Linked DNA regions of Bombyx mori: region 1 is linked to region 2. Evidence: chromatin contacts called from public Hi-C data. All regions are on one chromosome and are shown on one strand. The core of a region is the stretch at or near the end of the contact, and the rest is flanking DNA. Distances in the headings are between cores, read along the strand shown. Region 1 has its middle 5.4 kb from the start of LOC134199995. Region 2 holds the start of BmEts2 (ets DNA-binding protein pokkuri-like).

The links. A called contact is a pair of places that touch in the nucleus more often than the background predicts.
Region 1: a contact with region 2 is called in a Hi-C map of midgut, with 2.3 times the contacts expected there. The contact joins the enhancer-like site here to the promoter of BmEts2 in region 2. A contact is called at or near these places in 2 of 7 Hi-C or Micro-C datasets (midgut and whole pupa).

Annotation. Positions count from the first base shown.
Region 1 is chr13:10,524,473-10,529,063 of ASM3026992v2, reverse strand. No RefSeq gene overlaps it. Among protein-coding and RNA genes, the nearest start is that of LOC134199995, 5.4 kb to the right of the region's middle. Within about 2 kb of position 2,128, at least 8 of the 8 cell types and tissues checked have open chromatin away from gene starts, as enhancers often do.
Region 2 is chr13:10,452,713-10,457,662 of ASM3026992v2, reverse strand. It overlaps BmEts2 (ets DNA-binding protein pokkuri-like), which reads left to right and starts at 1,962. Exons shown (of 5, transcript NM_001279507.1): 1 at 1,962-2,001; 2 at 3,234-3,510; 3 at 3,694-4,251; 4 at 4,330-4,579; 5 at 4,661-4,950. The coding sequence starts at 3,243.

The DNA.
Region 1 (4,591 bases), core at 879-3,378, 71 kb before region 2:
GTCCCTAGCACCGTTCGCGAATCGGGAGGATCCGAAATGACATGTTTTGGGCGAAAGCGACTGTTTACCATTCGGTCCGCAGGATCGGGTATGTAATTTCCGGCGGCCACGACAAGAGGGTTTTCGTGTCGTGCCACCTTCTCAAAGTGGCGTAATGATGCCGACTATAAATACTTATTCAGCACGGGGATCCACATTCCTTAGGAACCGTGGTGCTCCGACGGCTATCCTGCAAAAACGGGATTGAATGACTTAAAGGGGTTTCAAGTTAGTGCGGGACGCGTGAGCGAACACTACACTTGCAGGAGGAACATGTCATAGATAATACACATAAAATGTCACAAAGTACCAAACAAAAAGGTCTATTTACATTCATTTTGATTTTCACCACAAACGTTAATACCTACTTTGTTCTCTTGTTGAAATCTACAAACTAGATAGATGTAGAATAGTATAATAGAATAACATGTACTCCTAATTCACCCTGTAGTCAGCAAAGCAACACATCAATGGATCCCTTTACGCACCGTGTGCTCATTGACAAAGCCTACATTATTGTGCATGGTTGAGCAGTCTACGCCATAAGTATAAGGAGGTATAAATACTGTTTCATAATTCGTACACAAGCCGGACACCCACGTTGCGAAATCCTCCCTATAATAGCACCAATCCCACGGGTTCGAGTGACGCACAGAAGCCAATTTAGGGCGGAGCTCAGTCTTGCACAGATTCACTTTTTGCGACATTAAATTCTCTAAAGTATGCCAAGTGAAAAGAATTTACGAAACAAAGTGAAAATATGTGGAGGGATCCTAATTTGAAAACGATAAATGAGTCGACTATTATTAAAGCCGGCAATGTGACTTTTGGACAATTATTGGTAAATCAGAAAAACGAATTATTGACTTTGTATTCCATTGGCAGTCACAAAACTCTTCTGAACCACATCTTAGATAAATTACAGGTTAATTATTAACCTTTATTTAATGCAGGTTTTGAACCGTATTCTTTGAAGGAGACGATTATATTCAAATCAATCTGTATTGACATATCAATAACATTTTTTTGTCCAAATGCACAGATTGCCACCTTTGATAATAGACGACTCAAATATGAGGTTTAACTTTGATACTGTGTATTATATTTAAATAAAAAACAAACAACATAAAATTTCAGAGCGCAATCAACTACTCCGTGCAGGAGAGCTCAATCTATGAGGATTTTATTCTGCGGTTATTTCATTAACACCACATGTTGATTCCCCAGTGCACTGTCGTAAACGTTCGTCATAACTAACTAAGATAACGGTATGTTATTGTTAAGAGACCACCAGGCCAGCTTGTACTCCCCCGCGACGCAGCGCCCTAATCTTAGTTCGTCACCTATATTTGTATATCGATAAACATTTTTAAAACATTCGAACAGGAGTGTACCACATGTGCTGCCGGTGCCACCTGACCTCAGAGAGCTTTCCCACGCAACGGGTATCTTCCACCTTTCAAAACGTAAACCAAAACTTTAACGTTTACGCCCTTATGAAATTTGAGTTTAGAAATGTGTCGTTACTGTAATATACACACGTGACTGGTTCTCGGCTTTGAAGTTCGTTCAGGAGCAAATGTCTCGGTTGCAGTGAGCCTTAAAAGGTTTTTTTTTGTTGTTTCTAAATGATCTGTTGATTGTTTTTTAATTTATTTTGTCGTTCAACGACGTCATGTGGTTCCAATCAGAGAAAGTTGGATCTTTTAATTTTTTTGTAATCGATTATTGGTGAGAGTGTGAGTATGAGTGAATCTAATAAAAACATTAGATTATATATTTTATAGTTTTATATGCTCTGAACTCCAACGCTGTGTTAGAAAAAGACTAGTTTTTTTAGAATAAAGAATAAAGATTAATAACTAGTTTTTAGACAGGTGGGCGAGCAAAGGCTCAGCCAGGAGGGGGGTACAATATTAGTAAATTATTATGTTATTAATGATTTTGTCTTAATAGTCCGCTTATAATAAATGGAACAAGTAAACTGTAGTAAGTAAATCATTATTTGAAAAGGGGAAATAGTCCCATCGCCCAAAGCGCATTGACTTGCGCCAAGTAATGAGTACATACATCGGACATCCCGCTGCGCGTACTCGTGCCGACCCAAATTATTGCAACATCTGTCGACGTATACAATGAAAGGAGCTCTTTCAATAACAATGCAAAACATTTTAATGTTTAAAGAATATTATCACGCAATTATTTAAGTAAAAATGTAGGTATGCTTAATAAAACTGATAAATCAGAATGGAATATATTAGATTCGTCAGTCAGTAAACTCAATATATGTAATTCAAGAATATAAACAATCAATAAAACACCCGAACGAAATTAACATCTATTGTTTATGAACTTTGAATCAATTATGATCATAGTTAAGTTCGTGAACTTAAATATTCACAAAAAAAGACGGAAACGACGTCAGTTACGTCCACAAGCACGAAACACCGAGACAACTACTATTATTCATTTTGAAACAGTCAACCGTCAAGTCAGGAACTAAACGAATTCAGCTATTAATTACTCTCGAGTCGTATTCCATCCGACGAGGAAGCGCGCTCGGCTCGGCGCGGCGGTCGCTGACGTCACACACAGAATTAACCCGATTCCGAGAATTGAACCGTTGTATGTCAGTGCACTTGTCTTGATCGACGGCACACGTGTGTACATACTACATTGTGTTCATATTCTCTGACGTTACAAGAAGTGGAGGGTAACCATACGATAATAAACTACTAGATACGTTTAACTGTCTTCGTTAGTTACAGCTGACGCGTGATTACTATTTATTTATTACATTAGTTACATACATTGGATATTTTATAGCTTATTAAATATCTCTACAGATTTGAATATAAGGGCTATAATTAAAAGTAAAAACTGATAAATTACGTTGCAGCACTCAACACTTTTTAATTCATTATATTGAAATAAGTTTCCAGTCCGATAAACACTCTCAAATTCTAAACAATTTTTTTTTATGATGCGCCTTCCGAACCATTTACTGATTCGGCAAAATAAGGTTGCTACCAGCTCGTTGCGGCCTCTAAACACAGCCCAGTCTTACGAACAGAAGCACTTAGCAATGGTATGTATTGTAAATGATACGCACAATTGCTAGGTTCTGCTTGTGACAATACAGTAATAATTCTGCTATCGTTGACCTCAATTGATAGTGAATCTGGACGGTGCATCACCCTTGAACGGTTAATTATTGTACATTATTAGCAGTAGTTTTATTTATTTATTTTTTATTGCATAGATAGGTGGCCTCACAGTCCCTCTGGTGTTAAGTGGTTACCGGAGCCCATAGATATTTACAATGTAAATGCCGCCACCCAGCTTGAGAAATGAGTTCTAAGGTCTCAGTATATAGTATTAGTATAGTACCGACGGCTGCCCCACCCTTCAAACCGAAACGCATTACTGCTTCGCGGCAGAAATAAGCAGGGTGTTGGTACCTACCCGTGCGGACTCACAAGACGTCCTACCGCCAGTAGGTAATTACGAAAATTATAAATTTCCGGGTTTGATTTTTATTACACGATGTTATTCCTTTACCGTGGAATTCAATCGTGAACATACATCAAGTACGTATTTCATCAGAAAAATTGATACCCGTCTGTGGGTTTCGAACACTGGTGCATCGCTAGATTCGAATGCATCGGACGTCTTATCCTTTAGGCCACGACGACTTCCAAAGTAGTAGTAGTAGTAGTACTACAGTAAAATACCACTAAAGTGGTATGGAAAGTAAATAATAGTAAATTAAAAAAGTATGTGTTCCCGGTCATTCGTTAGAGGTGCTCAGGTGCACTAATGTTTAACGGAAGGCAGCGGCTTGGCTCTGCCCCTGGCATTGCTGACGTCCATGAGCGACGGTGCCCACTTACCATCAGGTGGGCCGTATGCTCGTCTGCCTATTATGGCAATAAAAAAAAATAAAAAAGTAACGTCTACTCATTTTCTTATATTCGACTAATTCGATGGTGCGGTAGTTGGCGTCCCTGACTACTGGGCCGAGAGTCGTGGCTTCGATTCCCACATCGGACTCATATTCTTATGATGAACAGGTTCGTTACAATAATAACTATACTTATAATTATACTTATATATTTTGTTAACAGTTGTGAATTTTCTTAATTCTCATAAATGCAACTTTCAGCAATTCGCTATTAAACAGATAAAGCTTTGATACCACAATTACAAGTGAGCGTACTTAAACGTAATTATCCGCCTCAATTTGCTAATAAAACTAATTTTACGACTACTTCAAAACCAAACTATTAGATCCCAAACCATTACCCGTTTTAAACTCATTAAAATGTAATGGTTTCATTTTAACAATGTATATGTGTTGTTTATGTTACTTTTGAATCAGCCATTTTGTAAAGTGGCAGATAAGTAATTATCAACTATTTTTGTTTAAACATTTATCACCTTTTTTTTCAATATTATCTTTGGTATAACTGATTTTACCGTCTTTATAACAAGATTAATATAATTTAAGCACTTTAAAGGATGTAACTAGAAAGAATATAATCTGTTATAT
Region 2 (4,950 bases), core at 713-3,212:
ATTATATTATTATGGCAGAAAAGGATGCACATAATGTATCATGACGTCATTTAGCCTTTAGCTACGAACATTCGAGATAGCGAGATATTTCCCCTACGCACCCACTCTTTCTTGTGCCCATTTTTAAAACGTTATTTGCTATTTTTTCGACTAATTTCGTTAAAACAAAAAAGTATTCATTTAATATGATTTAAGTATTGTTACGTAAATACTAATGTTCGCAAATATAGGAAACTTCTCTATACAGACGCGGACGTCCGGCCGGCGTGCTTCCGGCAATCGTCAGCAGCATATTTCGTACGATCTGCAGAGTTATGTCATGTACAAAGTTTATGTCCACTGTACCATCCTTGCACGCACTCGAAAGATTTTGATAGAAACCGCGTATCAAATGGAGTGTGATAATAATCCGCTTGCTTGTCTGCCAGTTTAATTAAGTGTACGTTAACGTACCCACATTATGTACTTCCGAAAATTAGGTTTAGCTTGAACAATATTTAGGGAAATAGTTCCTATCCAAAAATCGATAATATTTAACCTAAACGTGTATGTAACCACAAATAAATTGATGTCCGCGGTCACGGTCAAACAACATTGGTCGTCTTTATTCTTTAAATTACTGCACATAACTCCACGAAGACCGTCTGCGTGCCGCCGTAGCAGTAATACGCGCTAATGCGCCAGAGCGAGACGAAAGCACTAGGGAGCGAGACGCGGGCGAAGGGAGCAACAGGTAAAGATTCCGAGGCCACTTCCGTCTTGGCTGCCGAATATTTCTGTCTCGAACCGGTAGTGGGACGACAGCCAGGGCACACATAATCTCAACCCACACACACTATACACATACAGGCATATGAGTAATTTCTACACTTTCGTCTGCTCTAGCCTTTAGCAAAACCTATGTATTGAAAAAAGATAAACTTACAACACAGTTGCATACAGAATATTATATACATTCTTACGTAATTATATCAAATATGGGCTATTCGTTCTTATGTTATAGTTCTATGATACATAATTCACATGATTTCAATTTTTGACAACCACCAGAACTTGTAAATTAAAAACAATCAGTATTGCTTTGTTACCAAAGAGTGACTGTAAAATATTGTGAGCTCAGTTCAAACCGGTTAGCATTCGTATTGTCTTACTCAGAACCAGGAAACTGTCGACCGAGACATTTCCTGTGCTTTGTCGAATGAATATTTTCCAAGACGCCGTTTACTGATATGTAAAAACATAGAAAAAAATGAGTTTTAATTGTTTATTCATTTAGATAGTAACAAGTCCGAAAACCTAATGTAAATTAATATCTAATTGAAAAACAAGTCCGGTGCCCGCAACGCTTTACAATGTCACATAGGTATACACAAGGAAATATTGAGAGTTATTAAAAACTGGTGTGCTGACGTAATTCTAATATGTACTAGTATTTCTGCGTGCCTTATACTAACAAATAAAACACAAAGAATGTATCTTCTTTTTACACGGATCTATACAAAATATTATTATTCTACTGCCGTATTTGATAATTATAATTTCTTGTAAAACGACTGATTTTAGAGCATCACTCGGCGCCAAGTCCGATAACGAGTTGCGGAAACATTGCTCGTATGTTTAGTTAAAATGGGACTTGGTCTAGCTACCAAAGTTTTATCTCAGCATGTGAGGTGGCGCGGAGTGATGAGGTATGCGGGGGGAACGGCAGCCGTGCATCCGTCCGCCCGCGCCGCCCTCAGCCGCCGCATCATCAGTCCGCGTCGAAGAGCCGTTCGAAACGCTCGCTTGCGAGTTCGTTCCCTCAGATACGCTGCTGGTTTACGGCGTGCCGTAACACGACACGTTTGGAGGGATCACCGCCGTTACGCGTGTGTCTGGTGCTCTGTGTACACTGAATTCTGTGCTAACTTTTGTGATGATAATGTACGTGTACTGAGTTGTCCAGTTTCTGTTTTCAACAAGGATTTTGACAACGCAACCAGTTCCGGATCAGCTTAGCCGGTGAGTAGCGGTGCTTATCGCAAACTGTGCTATCGTGGACTCACGCATTTCCGACCGCGCCCGATAAGGCGACTGTATAGTGCCTAATAATATGGAATTCGAATCCGGTCAAGATCTTCAATATTGTGAACGTATTTCAAATATCGCAATGAATTGTCAACCCTCCGCTGTTTTATGTAATCTGCGATAAAATAAACAAAATAGGCTTTTTCACACTCTGTGAACTTTTTAAGTTAGTGAATCGACAAAAACTGTACAGAAAACTGCTTTCACATGAATGGTCCAACGGATAAAGCTCGATTGAAAGAGGGTGTCGTCTCGTCGCATACCTACCTACAACCCTAAACAATACTAAAGCAGCAGGTGGCTGTACTTCATTCATAGTTGACACGGGATATTGTTCTTTAAATTGTCATATCAAATCATGTTTTTGTCATATACTTTTCCCTCATCGAAGTTTCAAGTTTAATTTGATTATACTTATAGCTCGATGTTTGTTTTAGTAAATAGTCTTATAAAGGCTATTTATTCGTAATAATACTTCAACTGCTTTACTGACGGGTTATCTCATAAAGATAACTTTTGTAACTTCTTATTTACAATCTTTAAATAATTATGTGTTTATCATTTTTTTTAAAAAACGTTAGTCACGTCAACCTTAGAATAATATTAAGCGAATACCGAGAAATAAGCTTAGACTTTTTTTGATTGATTACTTGGGAGTGATTTGAAATGCTTTTGTCCGTGACATAGACGTGTCAAGACAGGTAAAAAAAACATGATTTTTCCTTAAAATTGCCACAGGCGATACTAGTGAGTTTAAAAAAATGTGCCAATAGCTAATAATTTCATTTAATTTAAATACCCAATAAAATAAAAAAATACAAACCTACCACCTAGTACCATTGTTGACAGTATCGGTGTAACCACAATATTTTAAAATAATAATGTTTCGATAATATTAAAATGTCAACTAAAAATGACGCATAATTTATAACGTTATTTAATCGTAAAAACAAAATACAACACTACAGATGCAACACAAAGAATAAATGAACCTGTTCGTCTATTGGTTAAATTAATCAAACATTATTATTTTATAATCTAACAATTATTTCTAGTAACAGCGACATCTGTGATCAAATAGCGAACATTAAAACGAACTCTTGAAAATCATAATAATATACAGAATACTAACACAAAGTCAATCCTAATGTGAAAATTTGTTTCAGATTAACGTAATGAAAGTTGTAAGCTTACAACTGCCGTCTGGGCCCAGTATGGAGCGGCTACCGCTACCATTCAGTCCAACAGAACTATTATGGCGTTACCCACTACCCTGGGCGCCACCGCCTCCTTCACCGCTTGGTGACACCAAGGCGCAACTGCCAGCCGGTCTTCCGCCAGAACCAAGACTATGGACCAGAGAGGATGTTTCTGTATTTCTGAAATGGTGTGAAAGAGAATTCGATCTACCTAATTTTGATATGGACCTCTTTCAAATGAACGGTATGCATCATGCTTGCTTATGATAACTTTATTTACCTGCATAATATGCAATTCTAAAATAAGTCGATTTCTTGCTTTAATGTTAAGCTAAATAATGACAACCAACAAACGCACTTACTTATATTATGAAACTTTGAATGAAAAATTTGGTTATTTCATTACATTTTTTTTCTTTGTTGACAGGTAAAGCATTATGCTTGCTTACTAAAACAGATTTGGGTGAAAGGTGTCCTGGAGCAGGCGATGTCTTACATAATGTTCTTCAAATGCTTGTACGCGACGCAGCGCTGTTAGGTAGAGTTCCTTCCTCACCTGTTACTCCCACCGCTCGTGCGGCACCGTATCCGCCCTCTCCCCACTCTCATCCACCGACACCAACTTGGACTGTTGATGGTTTCCACCATTTCCACAGCGCTGCAGCAGCAGCAGCAGCTCAACCTAATTCAGTGACTCTCAGTCCTGCTCCATCAGTTGATAGTTCTGGAAGTCCTCAAAGAGGAGACACTGTAACTTATGCGCCAGCGTATGCACCGTCCGTGCCCCCCACTACTCAAGCTGCCAGTTCCGGAAGTAATCATTCAGATTCCGATGAAGAGGGTCAATACGCTCCACCTCCACGTTCTCCTAAAGAAGCTCCAATAACGAGTCCAGCCCCGCAAAATCATCCAACACAACAACATCCTCATTACCGCGCTCAACATAGGGAATTTTTTCCAAATGATATGCCAGAGTCCAATACAAGTACGTATAAATAAAAATTTGTTTCAAAATAAACATAAAACCTTCATCAATATTTATGTATACTTTGTTTTCTTGTAGATGGAAGACTATTGTGGGACTTCTTACAACAACTTCTGAATGACCCAACGCAAAGATACACAAACTATATTGCATGGAAGAACAGAGACACTGGCGTGTTTAAAATTGTTGATCCTGCTGGACTAGCCAAATTGTGGGGAATTCAAAAAAATCACCTATCCATGAACTACGACAAAATGTCCCGCGCCCTGAGATATTATTACCGTGTTAATATTTTGCGCAAAGTCCAGGGCGAAAGACACTGTTACCAGTAAGTACCAGTATTCCAAATGCCAGTATTAAAAATCTTGCAAGAAAATAAGAACTAACCAAAAACATTCTTAATTTACAGGTTCTTAAGAAACCCAACAGAATTGAAAAATATCAAAAACATATCTCTACTGCGACAACAAATGAGTCCCACTCGCGTTGTACCACAAACTTTGGTAAAAACCGAAATGAAAGAAGAAAGATGTGACGAAGAAACAGTCGATGAAGAAATGCCTACAGATTTGAGTATGTCTGCATCAGAGCCTTGGCGGAAACGCGCACGCTCTGACACAGCGACCGCACCGCCGTCGTCAACGCAACATGACAAACATCGGATCAGTACGCTTATCGGAGATAACATGATAATGAAAC